Linked DNA regions of Sus scrofa: region 1 is linked to region 2. The links are chromatin contacts, called in public HiChIP or PLAC-seq maps. All regions are on one chromosome and are shown on one strand. Each heading gives the region's core, a stretch centred on a gene start, on an enhancer-like site or on the middle of the called end of the contact. The rest is flanking DNA. Distances are from core to core; before and after follow the strand shown.

The links. HiChIP or PLAC-seq counts read pairs in DNA pulled down with a chosen protein or histone mark.
Region 1: a contact with region 2 is called in an H3K27ac HiChIP or PLAC-seq map of alveolar macrophages. The contact joins two enhancer-like sites. A contact is called at or near these places in 2 of 5 promoter capture datasets (fetal liver and liver), 19 of 47 Hi-C or Micro-C datasets (adipose tissue, blood, embryonic fibroblasts and 11 more) and 2 of 2 datasets of contacts at active chromatin or transcription factors (alveolar macrophages and skeletal muscle).

Annotation. Positions count from the first base shown.
Region 1 is chr9:122,700,322-122,705,757 of Sscrofa11.1, forward strand. All of the region lies in intron 1 of LOC102161394 (a long non-coding RNA gene), which reads left to right. Among named protein-coding and RNA genes, the nearest start is that of IER5, 69 kb to the left of the region's middle. Within about 2 kb of position 2,685, at least 12 of the 83 cell types and tissues checked have an H3K27ac peak or open chromatin away from gene starts, as enhancers often do. A contact at or near this core is called in skeletal muscle, where this site is marked.
Region 2 is chr9:122,524,066-122,529,665 of Sscrofa11.1, forward strand. No RefSeq gene overlaps it. Among named protein-coding and RNA genes, the nearest start is that of KIAA1614, 43 kb to the left of the region's middle. Within about 2 kb of position 3,511, at least 16 of the 83 cell types and tissues checked have an H3K27ac peak or open chromatin away from gene starts, as enhancers often do. A contact at or near this core is called in skeletal muscle, where this site is marked.

The sequences.
Region 1 (5,436 bases), core at 1,435-3,934, 180 kb after region 2:
GCTCCCTGGAGTTGGAGCACAGGGAGATGCTCAGTCACTTTGTCCATGTGGCTTAGGCAGATGATTCCCCCTCCTGCGAGGAGGTCTGAGGTGGGGAGCCACCTGGGCAGGCGGTTCATGCAGAGCCTGCTGCAAACTCAGGCATTACTCATCCTGGGTAGTGGCCAAGGGGCGGAGTAACCAGGAGCCCGAGCTGGCAGGGGGCCACAGGGTGAGGCTGGTCAGAGGCCTGGGGTGCTGGGCTGGGGCTGTAGTGAAGAGGCAGGAGTTGGGAGGATGTGGGAGAGTGGAGCTGGATCAGGATGCAGAGATCATGGGGGGTGTGGTCTTGAGACAGAGAGGAGGGGGAGAAGTGCTGTCTAGATCCGAGGGGATAGGCTTTGTTTGGGTGTTGAAGTATAGTTGATTTACAGTGTTGTGTTAATTTCTATTATACAGCAAGGTGACTCAGTTACATACATACATATATATATATATATATATATATATATATATATATAATGTTCTTTTTCGTATTCTTTCCATTATGGTTTATCACAGGTAATAGAATATGGTTCCCTGTGCGGTAGAGTAGGACCTTGCTGTTTATCTGTCCTGAATGTAATAGTTTGCACCGGAGTTCCTGTTGTGGCTCAGTGGTTAATGAACCCAACTAGGATCCATGAGGATGAGGGTTCAATCTCTGGCCTTGCTCAGTGGGTTAAGGATCCAGCATTGCTGTGAGCTGTGGTGTAGGTCGCAGATGTGCCTCGGATCCCCCGTTGCTGTGGCTCTGGTGTAGGCCAGCGGCTACAGCTCCAATTAGACCCCTAGCCTGGGAACCTCCATATGCCGCAGGAGCGGCCCTAGAAAAGGCAAAGAAAAAAAAAATAGTTTGTACCTGCTAATCCTAAACTCCTAAGCCTTCCCTCTTCCACCCCCTTCTTCGGCAACCACAAGTCTGTTCTCTGTGAGTCTGTTTCTTTTTCGTATATAGGTTTATTTATGTCATATTTTAGATTCTCCATAGAAGTAATATGATATGATATTTGTCTTTCTCTTACTGACTTACTTTGTTTGATAATCTCTCAGTCCATCCATGTTGCTGCAAATAGCATTATTTCATTCTTTCTTACGGCTGGTAATAGTCCATTGAATATATGCACCACATCTTTTTCATCCATTCATCTGTTGATGGACCTTTAGGTTGTTTCCATGTCTTGGCTGTGGTAAGTAGTGCTGCTCTGAACACTGGGGTTTATGTATCTTTGTGACTTATAGTTTTGTCTGGGTATATGCCCAGAAATGGGATTGCTAGATCATATAGCAACTCTAGTTTTAGTTTTTTGTGTTTTTTTTTTTTTTTTTTGTCTTTTTACCTTTTCTAGGGCCGCTCCTGTGGCATATGGAGGTTCCCAGGCTAGGGGTCTAATTGGAGCTGTAGCTGCCAGCCTATTCCACAGCCACAGCAACTCGGGATCCGAGCTGTGTCTGCAACGCACACCACAGCTCACAGCAACACTGGATCCTTAACCCACTGAGCAAGGCCAGGGATCGAACCCACAACCTCATTGTTCCAAGTCGGATTTGTTAACCACCGAGCCATGATGGGAACTCCTAGTTTTAGTTTTTTGAGCAACCTCCACACTGTTTTCCCTGCTAGCCTCACCAGTTTACATTCCCACCGACAGTGTGGGAGGGTTCCCTTGTTTCCACACTCAAGGGGGTAGGTTTTAACAGAACTTATGTTGTCTGGGCCATTTCCATGTGAGGCTGTGCGTGTGAGGAACTGAACTGCCCCCTCACCCTGACCTTGATTCTAGGCTGCTGGCCTGTGATTTTGTCCACGTTAAGGGAAGAGAAATCTCCCCATCTCCCCTTGGGGAGAGTTGTTACTTTTGCTGACAAGCACACTATGCTTCCTCTTTTCTGATTTCAGAGAAGAGCTACACATTTCCTTCAGGGAAAGGGGAACCAGTTCCCAAAGCTGTCAAAACGGTGGCCTCTGAAAAAAAGAAACCAAAAAAACCCAAATCCAACCAAGAACCATGAGATTGTGGGTTCGATCCCTGGCCTTGCTCAGTGGGTTAAGGATCCAGCGTTTCCGTGAGCTGTGGTGTAGGTCACAGAGGCTTGGATCCGACGTTGCTGTGGCTCTGGCGTAGGCCGGCAGCTGTAGCTCTGATTAGCCTCCTTCCCTGGGAACCTCCATATACCACGGTGCGGCCCTAGAAAAGCAAAAACAAAACAAAACAAAAAAAGTGGCCTCTGAAATTTGGCCCCTGGGAGAAAAGTGGCCTCTGAAAAGTGGCCCCTGGGAGAGGGCCTCTCAGGCCCCTGTCCCCAGACTCAGCCCGTTGGGGCAGAAAGAGCGTTTTCCTTCATCTCAGGCCTGTTCTAGGCCAGTGATTCTCAGCTGTGATTGAACAACAGTATTTGCCCAGGAGCTTTAAAAAATCCTATTGCCTAGGTAGCTGTGGGATCAGCCAAATATGACTATGACTGGGAGTGGGCATTGTGTGCTGGAAAGCTCCCCCAGAGCTTCCTGGGTACAGCCAGGCTTGGGAACCTCAGACCACATGCTGTCCCGTAAATGCCTCTTTATTTACAGCTTGTAACCCGATCTGGCCAAGAGCTGGGCAGGTGTGCTGATAGTGTGGTGCTTCAAGGTTTAGGGGAAAGGTGAGTAGGGCAAAGGGTAACCACCAGCATGAAATGCTTCTGAGTTAGAGATTGTCATCTGTCTTCTCACTGTTGGACAGCTGCTTGTACCTGGCACAGGCCCCTGTCCTTGTTCTCAAGGGTTAGAAAACTCCACCTGCACCTCTCTCTTTGCTTCGCTGGCTCCCTGTCTATATGTAGATCAGACTATTATGCATGTGTCTTAGTTGGCTCGGGCTGCTAAGTCTGGGTGTATTAAACAACAAACTTCTCATGGGTCTGGAGGCTGGGAAGTCCTAGATTGGGGTGCCAGCACGGTGGGGTTCTGGTGAGAGCTTTGCAGATGCTCACCTTCTCCTGTATCCTCACGTGGCAGACAGAGGAAGCTCTGGCGTCTCTTTCTCTTCTTAGAAAGGCACTAACCCCATCATGGGGACCCCACCCTCATAACTTCATCAAAATCTAATTATCCCTTGAAGAGTCCATGTCTAATACCATCATATTGGGGATTAGCACTTTACCATGTGAACTGTGGGGGCACACAAGCCTTCAGTCCCTAGCAGCTTGATTATCTTATGCTACCAGAAAGTTTTCTCACCCTCACAGAGGAGTTAACAAGGTCTAGTTCATAACCTGACTTTGAGGGCCGGAAGAGGTACTACTTGGAAAATGCCTAACATAATTCCCAGCTCATTGCTGAAAACAACATATCAAAACCATTATTGACATTATTGTTCAGATATGTTGTGCTTTTGCTGTTTGGTTCTTAGGTTTTGTGATTTTCATTGTGATATCATTCTTTAGTAATTATTTTGCCTGGGCCCATGGGCTATAATTTCTTTGAAGCATTTGTGCTTGGAAATGTGTATCTATATCTATATCTGTCTTCTCTTGAATGAACAGTAGTTTAGCTGAGCAGAGTTCTGTGTTGATTAGTAATTTTCAGGACTTTGCCGGAAATTCTATCATGTCTTCTGGCATCTATTGCTGACAATGTTGCTAGCAGTTTTGTTTTTTTTTTTCTTTTTTTGTAGGTAGTAGTATTTTCTTGGTTATGATGTGTTTTCTTCATCCTTACATGTCCTTACATCACTGTGACATGTGGGCACCTCGACACATCATAGTGAAAATACAAGTTTCTGCATATCCATACTTAGAGTTCCTGGAGAATTCTAACTTTAATAGTGGAAAACTTCAGATGGTATCTCTTTGGGCATCATTTCTCTCTTATTCCTTTTTTCCTTTCTTCTGGAATCCCTGTTAGCTATATGTTGATGCCTGTTAGTCTACCTTCTGTGCCACTTACCTGCTCTTTCATATTTTAAAAAATACATTTTCCCTCTTTGTGCTGTTTCATGGGTGATTTTTTCAGTACTGCCTTCTAATTAATCTCTTCCACTATGACTTCATAGCATTTATCCCCTACGACTGAGTTTACATATTTCAATGCCTGTATTTTTTGCTTTATTGGTTCTTTTTCCTAAGTTGCTTTTTAAAATTTTGCCTGTTTGTTGTTTTAATAACTTAGGTTTTAAATATATGGTTTTGTATGTTTATATATAGGATCTTTGAGCATCTTAAACATTTCTTCATAGCACTTGTTACTGCTTGGCATATTGTACAATTTTGAAAAATTACCTGTCTCTTTCACTAGAATGTAAGTTCTATGCAGGTAGTCATTTTTTTTTGTTTATTATTATACCCTCAGTACCTAAAACAATATCTGAGAAATGTAAGCACTTAAGATATTTGCTGAATAAATGAGTTACTTATTTTAAAAGTCAGTGCCAGTTTGCCCTACCATTTCACTTCACTTGAATTGAATCCACTTTCTGCCACTTTTCCATTTTTACTTGCAATTTTAGACTGCTCTTCCTAGTCTTTCTCTTGGGGAAGTTTTTATTAGTCATTTTGATCTCTCTGGTGCCCACCCTCTCCCAACCTAGTGGTTTTGCTGTAGCTTCCTCTTGACGCCCACAGCCCCCAGTTCAGAACCAGGTTTTATATCGTCAGCTCAGGTAGCTATGCTGTCAAGATCTGGGGATATTGCTGATGCTGTGCCTGGAACAGGACCAGGTTCTTCCTCATGTAGGGATGAGAAGTTTTGTATAAGCCTCAGCCCTGGAAGCAGTTCATTGTGTGTTTTAAACCTCTGTATCTTGAGTGTGGGAGCCCCACACAGGAGAAAAGCTCTCCACCCCTCTGTGGGACTTCAAGGCCTCTCCAATGAGATAAACTCAAAGAACCTCTGGCTGAGATGAAAATTACCAGACCCTTAGTGTCCCTTCCATCCAGTTGCAATTGTTACAGGGTTCTCAAGCACCTCCTGAGCAACCTGGCCTACTCCTTCCTGCCCCCTGCTAGGAAAGGTATTTGGCCCACTCCTCACCCCACACCGTAGTATATGCCTCCAACCAACCAGTAAGTGTATTTTAAGTCTTTTCCCCTCTCCTTTGTCCCTGGGCTGTAAAAACAGACATGACCATGCGCTCAGGGTTGGCTCTCCCTGATTATCAGGAAGCCATCTGCCGCCTAGCAGCGTGTCTTATCTCAATAGACTCTTCTTTTTCTTCACCTCGCTGTAAGGCTGAAAATTGTTTTTCCAACCTGCACGCGGACCACAACACCCTCTGCCTGCTCCCCACCCTAGAGCTTCACAATCCCCACTCCAGCTCATAGCCTGGGTCTCTGCTGTAGTCCTTGGAGATGCTGATCTTTTTGAACAAGTCTTTGAGTTTTATTTATTTATTTATTTTGTATTTTATCTGTTATTGTTAAGTGTTTGGAGCAGAGCGG
Region 2 (5,600 bases), core at 2,261-4,760:
GAGGGAGAACCAAGCTCAGCCACAATGATGGAGCCCTCTGACTGGGGGCACACGCTTCCTACTGCAGCCTTCGCCCCCTTTCCAGAAAAGGCTTGATGGAAGGGGAAGGGAGGGGGGCACTCTGGGCTGTGTGTGAAGTCCACCTGCCTTGCTCTCCTTGCCAGGATGGTGCTCCTATCTGGGGTCAAGCGATGCTGGCCCCCAACTTCTGTGGGTGGGAAGAGACTTTGATTTGTCCAGCCTCCGGTTGGACCCTCCCCATCTGCTCTGCCTGGGCAGCTACTGCCCTAGAAAGCTGGATCCAGCCCGGCCTGACCTCCCACAGGCCCGTCAGAACCCTTTCACTTAGGACCTAATGTGTTAACTAGGAGCCAGGCCACGTGCCAGGCAGGAGGTCGGGGAGATGAGAAAGATGGGCTCTGCTTGATGGGGCCCGAGGCTGCGGAGATGCGCAGACGGAGCACCTGGCCTGGTGGTGCACCTGGAGGCCCGCTCAGGCCTGGGCGCGAGCCTGAGGGTGATCAGTGATTAGCTGGGGGAGGCGCCGGGGGAGGAAGTGCGCCCACGCACGCTTTTTAAAAGGAGGAACTTTCAGGAAGAGGAAGGTCTTTCAGGCGCAGAGGAAAAAGAGCTGGTGCAAAGGTGTGGAAGTCTCTGCGTCTGCCCCCTGCCCCTCCACGGATGGTGCGCTGGTTCGCGCTGTGTCCAGACGTCGCCTCACACAGGTAAGCATTTACCACTGCGACCTCACAGAAGAGAAAGTGGCCCTAACTTGCGCCTCGGGCATGTCGCTCTCCTTAGGACGACGGGAGCGGGGCGGGAGGGCGAGTTCTGCAGCGGAAGCCGCAGGCCCTGAGCTCGCGGCGAGGCCTGGGCGGGAAGGGCGCCGACTTTGAACGTGGAGAAGCGCCTCTTGCCGGTGGTGGAGGGCAGGTGGGAGGCGAGAGCGCGTCTGCTGCGCAGGGGGCGGCGGGGCGCCCCCGCAGGGGGACCGAGGTCCGTCGCGGGCCAGCGGCGGGTGACTGCGCGGGCAACTACCGGGCGCCCAGCGCGCCCTCCGGGCGAGGCCGCTGCGTTTCTCGGGCGTGGCCGGCAAGTCGGGCCAGCCGGGTGGGCCCCGCGAGGCCGCGCCGTCCCCGCCCCGAGGCCGCCCCAGAGGCCCCGCCGCGCCGCCGGCAGGAGGCTGGGCCGGGCCAGGCCGCGCTCCAGGCTGCCTGCTTTGGTCCACGGGGCAGCGGATGGGCCCGGGCGACGTTCAGCGGGACGCGGTCGCCCTTAGAGCCTGCAGTTTGACGGCACTGGGTTCGTGGGGGTTACACGCGCCCACCCCGCACAGGCAAGACGCTAGGGGGGCGCCGGAGGCCGGGAGGGCAAGGACCCTCGCTTTTGCCTCGAGGAGTGCACGGCTGCTGGCGGGGGCCTCCTGGAGGGCTGGGCGGAGAGCGGGGCCCGGCTAAAAGGCGCAGGTGGCGGCGGCGCGCCGGGCGCGGCGGGGGGCACGAGCTGGAGCCAGCGGGGGAGGAGGGGGCGACCGAGGCGACGCAGGGACCTGCGCGCGTGGCAGGGAGCGGGAATGGGACGCTGTGTGCGCAGTGTCCCCAGGGCTCTTGCATGGAGGAACCGTAGGCAGCGTTGGAATTTGGGAAACCAAGGTGAACCCGGGGATTCAGGGACTTGAAGCCGCTGCTCCGTGTCCCATCCTGCTCTGCCTGTTCCACAAACATTCCAGAGCCCTGCTGGGGACAGTAAGGTCACAGTCCCGAATCTGCGAGGGAGGGACTACTTATCTCTGGTTACAAACTAGGATTGTGAGGCTCAGAGGTTAAATTACTTATCCAAGGTCACGCAGCTAGTAACTGGGGGAGGCAGGATTTGGACCCGCCCTCTAGGACTCCCAGCCTCTATCCACCCTCCTGGAACCCTGTGGGGCTCACCTCCTTCAGAGGCCCTGAGCACCCCACTGTTGGCCCCCAGTGCCCATGACCAGCTCAGGTGCCACTCTGACCTTCACCTGGGCAGGCGTGGGGGAAGGCCAAGATCTTTTTCCAGGACAGTGTTTACTAATAGCAGGCACAACCACTATGGGTCATGAAATCTTTTAAAGAAAGACCAGCTTTGAAAAAAATAACTGCCTCATACAAGACAAGGGCAGGTTTTGTGTGAGAAATGCTTCTTTCAGATGTGTGTGTGTGTGTGTGTGTGTGTGTGTGTCGCCTGAGCCATAATTTTAAATGTCCTTCTGGCCTTGCTCTGAAGGCAACATAGAACAGGCCCTGGGACTAAGGGGGGACATTGTGCCCTTAGGGCCCAGGACTGGCCAGTGGGAGATGCTAAGACCTAGCCTGGGGCTGGTGTGATTGTGCTGGCCCTGGTGGGGGGTGGGGGGAGAGGCATTTTTGCTTATACATCCCTGTCACTGAGAGGAGGCCCAAGCCCTGGGGTGGAGAGCAGTGACTGGATGGTCCTCCAAGTTGGCCCCTGGCAGTAGGATCCCCAGGTGGGTATTTTTTGGCAGGAGCTTCAGTTTTTGGTTCCCCAGTTTCTCCAGCTCCCAACTCAATGCATTCACTTATCCACCCAGTCATTTAGCTCATGTGTGTGCCTTTGTTGGAGCAACCTTCCCTTTGCCCACCCATGGACCCCTGGCAGCCTTCAAAAGTATCAGAGGTGCCTGCCCTGGCATCCATTCCCCGCCACCTGCATGCTGACTAGGCCCCCTTTCCTTGGCTCCTGTAGAAGCTGGTACCAAGGGCTCTTTTGTGGTTCTTTTCCCATACAATTGCTTGTTTATCCTCCACCAAACTTACCTGGCAGCTGCACTTCCTGACAGCTGGACTTCCCAGCCCATCTGCCCAACTCATTTCTCACCCCAAATACCCAGGCCAGCTCGGAGGCTATTGAAGAGTCAGGGCTGTCACCTGATCCCCTTCCTTCCCTCCCTCTCCATCACCCTCTCTGAAGTTTTCCTTTATGCTACGGCACCAGAGCACCTGCTCAGAAATGGCAACAGCCTTCCTTGGCAGGCAGCTCTGCGCGGTCTCAGGCTGTGGGTTTGGCCAGGTCGGAGTGTTGGGCCCTTGAGGAAAGGGCTGCTGGGATTGGCTCTGACACTCTGCCTGTGGAGCCAGGCCTTAACAGCTGCCCTGCAGGCCTGGAGGGTATCCGGGCTCTCACGTGGATGCCTGGCTGCCTGCTGGGCCTGCCTTTGTCTTGTCCTTCTGCAATCTGGACTCGGCCCCACTCACAGTGTGAAGTCGCCCTGAAGGGGGTCTGGCCAGAAGCTGGGCACGCGGAGAGGCCTCCCTGCCCTTGGGATGCCCATATCCCCAGGGTGGGAGCAGCTACAGCTGGGCAAAGAGAGGAGCCAGTGTGCCAAGAGCTACAGTGGGAGCCCCAGGCAGGAAGCCCCACCGCACCTGGGGAGCAGAAAGCCTTCCCAGAAGAGCCAGCCCCAGGCCCACTGGCCTCCATGTGGCGCAGTGTTATCTCAGGAATAAGGAATGCTGGCAGCCATGGGCGCTCACAGCGGCCTTCAGATGCCACAGCTCTCTCATGCTGCGCGCCTGACTGTCTCCAGGCTTTTCTGAGTTTATATAATGAGTTTGGCTCATTTATTTTTTGCACATTTCCAGCCAAATAAACAAAAGCTCCAGAACATTTTATCAGCAAGGCTGACCTGCCTGAGGTCCGTGACCAGATTTCTGGACCTCTACAGCAGGCTTGCAGGGTTGAGTGACAGTCAAGCCCCAGATAGTTGGTGTCCACCTTTATCTCTGGCACTTCTAGTTCAAGGCTTTAGTCCACTGTCAACTTGTGCTGCCACAACTTATTTGATGTCTGTTCCTCTCCTCAGCTTTACCAATTTTTCTGGTTAGAAAGATGCCCTTTAATCTAACCAGGGATGGTGTATGCCACCCCTGACCCCTGGATGGCGGCTTTTCAAGAGGCTGCATAATGGTCCAGTCGGACCTGGGTTCCCATTCTGAAGCTACCACTTCCTAATTGTTACCTTGGGCAAATTTCCTGATGGTTCCATGCCTCCGTTTTCAGGTATAACATGGGCCTCCACAGTATTTCCCTCATAGGGATGTGAGAATAAAAACAGTTTTACTTCCAACATGTTCCCTAAGGCTTTGGTCAAAGACCTGCTGGCACATCAGATTCACATCAAGTATTGGCCGAATATTAGCTTTATTAGCTACTGATGAGATAGAAAGTTGGAGAAATTTGCTCCTGGCAGAGGTGGTGACCCCGTCCCAAAGGCCAGCCGATCTTACTGTGAATTTCATGAATGGACTAGTATTTAATGGTGGGCAGAGAGCGGGAGGGAGGAAGCATTGCAGAGGTCAGAGAAGCTGGCTTGGGAAGTACACGTCCAGGTCCAGGGTGGCTTCTGGAGCCCCTCATTCCCTGGGAGGTACTGGTGGGAACACTTGATTGAGCTCTGCCTCTCCTGCCCGAGACGGGGCCACCCTGCGCCTGGCTGTCAGCAGAGGTGGGGCCCTGTCCCCAGACAACTGACAGCCTGGATGTTCCAAGCATGGGGGCGCACTGATCTGGAATGTGCCCTCTTGGAAGTGGAAACGTGGTGGCAGGGTGCACGGGGCCCTCCTTTCTGTGCGTCCCCTTTTTGGTTCGGCCCTTGCCTTTTAACATGTCCAATGTGTTTTACGTACGACTTGCGGCCAGTGGGACCTCTGGAAGGACAGCACTCTTGCTGCACAGCAGAGCTGCAGGTGGAGTCAAGGCGCTGGGAGAATGGGAACCACCAGCCTTGGGGATGTGCTTCTCCCCCTGGCCATGCCACAGGGTTCCCGCTGTTCCCCCCCCACCCCGGGGCTATGGGGAGATGTGCTTTTATCAGGAGATGCCTGGAACCATGTCCTCCTCCTCAAGTATTGACTGTAACTCTCAAAGTACAGATTTGCCTCTGTCCCTCCTAGCTCTGAGGTCAGGGGGACATCAAGCTGAGAGCTCAGAAGCGCCGCTGGGCTGACTTCTGTGTGAGGCCCCGCGGGCACAGTGGGCGGCTCCCCTCTCCCCAGCTGTGGATGGACCTTGGGGAGATGCTGCCTCACGCATAGGCTTGAGACGCTATGAAATGAGGAAGTGTCCCTGTTTTGCAGAGCCGTTTGCAGTCCTACATGTGTTAACACACTGTTCTTAACAACAGTGCCTGGCACACAGGAGGTGCGTGATTAATATGAGGATGATGATGGCCAATGGAATGACCTAGCTCCTGCCCTTAAGGACCTTACGTAGCCTGGTCACCTTGTCCTACAGAGTTGAAGGCAGGCTCTTTCGACCACCGGTCCGGATAGGCAGTATTCTCATCTGCCAATGCTTCATGGTGAGGTGGGAATAAGGGACTCAATTCCTTTGCGTTCTTGGCTGTGCTCCCCCAGGTTCCTTGTCCCAACGGCAGCTGTGCTGTATGACACTGTGAATGCCCAGCAGGGCTGTCCTGGGGTTTAAGAGTCCACAGAACTTGCTCAGCCCGAGGAAACAATTTAGAATGCAGATCTTCCACCAGGCGTAAGCTCCGCCCGCCCCCCGGGCATATGCACACATCCATGTTTATTAGCGGGGAGCTGTGTTTT